Regions from separate parts of the Mus musculus genome. Here region 1 is linked to region 2. The links are chromatin contacts, called in public Hi-C maps. All regions are on one chromosome and are shown on one strand. Each heading gives the region's core, a stretch centred on a gene start, on an enhancer-like site or on the middle of the called end of the contact. The rest is flanking DNA. Distances are from core to core; before and after follow the strand shown.

Region 1 (2,979 bases), core at 420-2,919, 330 kb before region 2:
CTTCAGGCTGGTGGTTAAGGGCTTCTTGCCGAACCTACCCCTCTGTTTGGCCCTACATACCCCGTATCCGTGGGCCACCTGTTTGCAGTCCGGCCTTTAGGAAACAGGGACAGGCCTGAGGTCACTTTGAAACAGAGGACAAAGGAAAGCCAGCCCCAAGAAAATGGTTGGAGAACTAGTGGGTGGTAGAAATCCTTCCCCAGTGTGGTCGTTTGTGCTCCCACAAATTCCACCTTCTTGGCTGGGGGGGGGGTCAGATCCAGGTTTGGGGCCCCAAAAGCCCCTGAGGAGGCCGGGCTGATGTTGGGCTTTTAGGGGATTTCCTGATCCGCCAGGGCCTTAAGCATCTGGCAGGGTACGCTTGGGTTTCTTACCTGGGGCAGATGGAGCTGAAGGTGGCAGTTTCCCTGCATGGCCAGGTGCTGCTTGCCCCTGACCCCAGCCTGGTCAGATAGCAGGGTTAGAGGCCTCCCCATACCAGACCCCCCTCTTCTGTTGTCTGGCTCCCCATCTCCTGGAGTGCTGAGTGGGTCCCGATTTCAATGCCTCCCCCGTCTCTCTCCTCAGCAAAGCCGTTCTGGTTACTAATTACCCACGCACGCCATTATTTCTTTTGTTTTATAAATTTATAAATAGCAAAAGGCTCTGATAAGGCCTGTGATCATTAACTTGTCGGGACGGTGGCGGGGAGATGCCCATTTGGGGGTGGAGAACGAACAGGAACACCAAAGTGAGGGAAAGGTAGCTTGGGGGCTGTGGGGAGTACTACCACCCCCAATTCCCCAAGCCTCCACAGTTTCCCTGAGATTATCGCCCGGCACGCTATTTTCTGTAGGGATTTCTGCTGTGCCTAAATCCCCATAATATAGAGATAACCGCCCCCCCAGAAGGAAGTGGTTAATAAACACGCTTTACAGTAGGGAAACTGAGGCTTAGACAGGGAAGGCGCCGTGGAGGGGCCTGAGGGCTGGCTGAGGAGTTTGGGGACAGTCTCACAAGAATACTCCAGAGGCAGCCTTTTTTCTGTCCAAGGTCCTGATTCTGACTTGGGGTGGGGGAGGGCTGGTGGATCCCGGCATTTCTGGAAGTGTCCAGAAGCCTCCCTGGGCCTTGGGCAAGGGGCAGAGGAGCAGTCAGGCCCCCTGACTTGGCAGAAAGTGGAGGGCAAAGGGCTGCCTCACCGCAGGGGAGGGGCAAAGGGCCGAGTATTGCCAGAACCAGGGCACAAGAAACCTGGATAGGGTGGAGCTGGGCCTGACCTGTCTTGGGGCCCCAGGTGGGGCTAGGGGCTTAATATGAGGCTGAGGGGCCAGGGATGCCAAGGGTCTTCTTACCTGGCTAGGTGGGACCTCTTGATCAGCAGCCCTCACGGTGGGGGCAGTGGGGGCTGGAGGGGAGCCTGGTCCAAAGCAGCTGGAACAGAGGTCAAAGTGCTCCCTGCAGGGGAACAGGCAGAATCCTGGAGGCAGAGGGGACAGGGGCGGTGAGGAGGATGAGATGGGAGAAGAGGGCTGGGGGAGTTGGGAGGGCAGAGGAGCCAGGAAAAGAGAGGGTCTCTCAGCAGCTGGGAGAAAGGGGCAGGGGAGAGAGGCTGAGCGGGGAGGAGGCTAGAGTGCTGTCCCTCCCAGGTTGCTTTTCTTTAATGCTAACAGCGAGCTATTTGCTTTCCATTTAAATTCGAGATGTTGCTATAAATTATCAACCAGCTCCTTGTTCCTGCGGAGTTTATAACTAACTACCCGGGTTACTTATTGTTCAGGTAACAAAGGGGACCTGAAAATGTCCCCAGGGACAAAAAGTGGGGCCTCTAGTTTCAGGACCAGGGGTGGGGGTGGGGGGGACCCTCTGGGGAGAGGGCTGGAGGACCCCCATGAGGGCCTGGCTAGTGGGGAAGTTGAGGCTGGAAGAGGCGGTGGGAAGGACTAACTCCCCACGGGAACTGTTGATTCCAAGGTCTACCTTTGGGAGAGGGAGAGGTGGGTCTGGGGTCTCGGATCCCACCCCCACCCCTTTTGCATCATGTGTGAGGCCACGGCAGACACCTCAGCTCTCCTCGCAGAGCTCCATCCTTTATCTAGTGTGTGACCTTGGGCAAGACCCTTTTCTCCCCCTGCACCAATGCCAGCAGGTAGACAGAGTAAAGGCAAATTCTCTATCTTAGTTCTAGTTCTGTGACTTCCCCTCCCCCCAGCTTCCCTAGTTCGATCCATCTATCGCTCCTTATCCCCTCTTTTGCGCCCTGATGCTGGCTTTGCCGGTTCTGGATGCGCACACACTTTGGTTTCCGCCTAGCATTGCCTACCTTAGTCTTTCTGCTCGGGCGGGACCCCTTTCTCACTTCCTCCTTGGCTCTTAGCTCCTTGGCTTCTGTCTCTGCATGAGGGCTGAACCCCAGCTCCCCTTTGCTGTTTCTGCCTGCTTTCTTCTGACCACTAATTGTCTCGTTACTTTATCTGTCTCTGTGTTCATTCCTTGTCCCCTGGTGTGAAAACATCTTGAGGGAAAAGTTTGTGATGTCACCACATACCAGGCATGAGTGAGCGAGAGCCTAAACTTCCCCTCGCACACCTCCTACTCCTCCCTGGGGAAGCACTTGGGACCCAGAGTCCTATCCTGGATGCCCTTGCAGGACCTTCCTATCCACCAACTGCTTAAACCCCAACCGTGCTGTTTCCTGATGCCCTCAGCCCCAGCCAAGCAGCCTCAGGGTTCTCCCAGCCAGGAACTCAGCAGCCAGGTGGCAGGCAGGATGCTTCAGCGGACAGTGGCTTGCCTTGGTTCCCACGCCAGCTTTGCAGCCAGTTAGGTGGGCACTGTCCCTGAGTCCCAGTTTCTTCTGCAGAATGGTGAAGACAGCACTCAGCCACAGGTTCAAGAGCATGGCACACAGCTAAGCAGGATCACATTTGAATGGTCCCATTTTACAAATGAGCAGAGGAAGGCTCAGTGAAGCAAAGGGACATCCTTAAGTAGTAAGAC
Region 2 (2,990 bases), core at 331-2,830:
TGAGGGAGCGAGCGAGTGAACCAGTTCCTTCCCCTGCCTTCTGCCAGGCTTTTTTCGCCTCAGACAGTGCTCATGAAAGGCCAGATGGTAAGCTCAGGTGGTCGAGTACCAGCCCGGCATGCTCAGGGCCCCGGCTTCGGTTCCCATCCTTGCATAAGCCAGGCATAGTGGCTTGCATTGACGTCCCATCATTCAAGAGGCCAAGGTGGGACATTCAAGATCAGTTTGGGTTGCATGTCCCTTACAAAGCCAGTCTGGGTGACACAAGACCCTGTCTCTCACACACAAAGGTGTTCAGTAAATGTTAGATGGAGGACGGGGAAGATGAATAGGCAGGTGAGAGGGATGAAGGGGGTAGGCAGCGAGTGGTGAGGTGGAAGGATGAACAGATGAGCATAAAGATGGAGGGAGGGGTGAGTGGGGGGAGGGGTGAGTGGGTGAATAGAGGGATGGATGGATGGGTGATGAGTGGGTAGATGGATGGATGGGTGGGTGAGTGGATAGATGGATGGATGGGTGGGTGGGTGGGTGGACAGATGGATGGATGGGTGGGTGGATAGGTGACTGAGTGAGTGAGTGGTTAGATGGAGGGGGGAGGTGGGTGGGCTAGAGGATGTGCAGGCTTGCATCCTTTTCCTGTTTTTCTGCCCAACACACAGTAGGCCAGCTTACCTCTTCCTGGGCAAAGCATCCCATAGTATTCTTTAGTCCCTTGGGTTTCATTTCCCCCAACCTCTGACTACCTTAGGTGAGGGAGCACAGTGCAGGCAGAGGCTAAACTCCTGGTATCCTTCTTTTTTCCCTTCTAGGAAGCAGCCACAGAGCCCCAAAGCTCCTGCACCCCAGCCACCCCCCATCCTCAAAGTCTTCAATCGGCCCATCCTCTTTGACATTGTGTCCCGGGGCTCCACTGCGGACCTAGATGGACTGCTCTCCTTCTTGTTGACCCACAAGAAGCGCCTGACTGATGAGGAGTTCCGGGGTGAGCCGCACCAGTGGGCAGGGGGAGGGGTCTGCTCTGCTTGGGTAATCCTCTTCCCCGGTTTGCGTATCTCTTTGGGCCAAACACACAGAAGATCATTGGGTAGAGTCTGGACTCCTGCATCCTTCACCACGTTACGGAATTCATTCATGCAGTAGCCAACCAAAGTTTAGCCACGGGGGCTCTAACACACTTCTACACATTGATGGTGTGGTTCCCCCAGCCCCGAAGTGCTCTAAACAGGCAGCTGGAATCCCATGTCCCCCGTGGGTAGCATGGCAGTGGGTCGGGATAGCTGGAAGGTGGCAAGGTTACGGTTGGGATTCTCAGTTGCACTTCTAGAGATCTGCCTCACCCTCACCAGCTCCCCTCCCTGGCCCGACTCCCTCAGTCGCCACCCACAACATCCCTTTGCAGGGCTCCACAAAACCTGCATCCTCCCCTGCATGTTTTTCTGGCTGGAGGCTGATTAGCTCATCTGATTTTCAGGGTTATCTGGAATCTCTGCCCCACCCCTCCCACACGCCCTCGGGGTAGTTCACAACCTCTGTCAATGGGCCATTTAGAGCCGGGCTCCAGCAGGCTCCATAACCAGAGACATTCCGCCACCTGGTGGTCAGCTGAGGAACTGCTTCCTCTTTAGCAGTGGTTCCACAGCCGAAGCCGGGACCCAGGACCCGATTCCCCTTATGCCAGATGTGATTTGGAATCACGGAAGGTGCCTGGGTGGCTCCTTTAGTGAGTTCTTACTAATTCAGCGAGATGCCACTGGGTACCGAAGAAGTACCAGACACTGGGCTGGTGTCCGGAGGGAGGTGGAGGTGAGGTGGGGCTGAAAATGAGGAATTGAGCAAGGCATATAAGATTCGGTCTTAAGTGGCTCTCGGTTATTCAGGAGGGACCGGCATTGATCTTGCGACCACGTAAACAAGCACTGAGTTACAAACGGTGAAGGGTATCTAGTCAGGGGATGTGAAACAACCCCTCACACCCCCCCACCCCACCCCCCAGTCAGAGAGTTACATTAGTGTGTGAAAAGGGACGAAGGAGTGTTTCAGGTTGGATAGCTATGAAGGGACAGTGATTACAAAGACCCCGTGGCTTTCCATGACCTCTGAGATGACTATAGCAACTGCTGTATGCAAAGTGGATGAAGGACCACAGAGGCTGGGCAAGCCAAGGGGGCGGGGCTATCTTGGGCTTGTGAGAGACAGTGCCTGGTTCAGGGTGATGGTGGCAGAGATGACAGCCAAAGGGGTACCAGAAAAATGGATAAAACAGACATGCTGCAACAGGCGTGGGGCTGGGGTGGGGTGGGGGCGCTGAAAATTCAGGATGGGACTCCAGGGAGGGGAATTGTGTTACCATGGAGAGCTGATATTGCTGGTGATACTGGTAAAATGGAGGGTTGATACCACCCCATGACAGAGATTGGGGATGCATCTGCACAGCCCCCAGGGGCTCTGCCAGCATTCAGGGCAGCCCCCACCTGGTGCCCATGGGAAGCTGTACCCACGGATTGGTTCCGTGAACAGCTGGCTGGTGTTAGCCTGGGCCAGCTGCCCAGAAGACGGGAGAAAGGCTGGGGTGGGGGTCAGGCTGGATGCTTCCGAGGCTTAAGGCTCTCCCTGTATCTGGGGAGGGGGCCTTACATTTCCTTCCACAGGATGCTAACCCCAGCATTGACATTTAAGGGGGGCTTGTTGATGCCTGGGGTCCTGTGAATCACAATATTGGTTGATTCACCGATGTCCCCTTGATTGCTGATGAGAGATAATGCCAGGACTCCAACCCTGAGGGTCAGCCGGCAAAGCTCACCCTCACCCCATGTCTGTGGCTCCCACCTTGGATCCGTCGCCCAGGCCTGGTTGGTGGTGTTGGTGGGCGCTTGCATTTTACTGATTCTTTAGAGACGGAAGCTAGTTCCTGTAGCCAAACACATCGTAGCAAGGGAAAGGAACTTAGAAAAGGGTGTTGGTGAACATTGGGGAGAGGTGACAGGCACCGG

What was found. A called contact is a pair of places that touch in the nucleus more often than the background predicts.
Region 1: a Hi-C map of B cells shows a contact between it and region 2, with 2.7 times the contacts expected there. The contact joins the promoter of Hnf1aos1 here to the enhancer-like site in region 2. A contact is called at or near these places in 4 of 39 promoter capture datasets (the C10 cell line, embryonic stem cells, hippocampal neurons and 1 more), 6 of 484 Hi-C or Micro-C datasets (B cells, the G1E-ER4 cell line, bone marrow-derived macrophages and 1 more), 1 of 115 datasets of contacts at active chromatin or transcription factors (pancreatic cancer cells) and 2 of 9 other capture datasets (embryonic stem cells and liver).

The regions. Positions count from the first base shown.
Region 1 is chr5:114,967,433-114,970,411 of GRCm38.p6, reverse strand. It overlaps Hnf1aos1 (a long non-coding RNA gene), which reads right to left and starts at 1,669. Exons shown (of 6, transcript XR_878697.3): 1 at 375-1,669. The region is part of intron 1 of Hnf1a (HNF1 homeobox A); the gene reads left to right.
Region 2 is chr5:114,638,116-114,641,105 of GRCm38.p6, reverse strand. It overlaps Trpv4 (transient receptor potential cation channel, subfamily V, member 4), which reads left to right. Exons shown (of 16, transcript NM_022017.3): 3 at 810-982. Among named protein-coding and RNA genes, the nearest start is that of Trpv4, 19 kb to the left of the region's middle. Within about 2 kb of position 1,580, at least 35 of the 459 cell types and tissues checked have an H3K27ac peak or open chromatin away from gene starts, as enhancers often do. A contact at or near this core is called in B cells and bone marrow-derived macrophages, where this site is marked.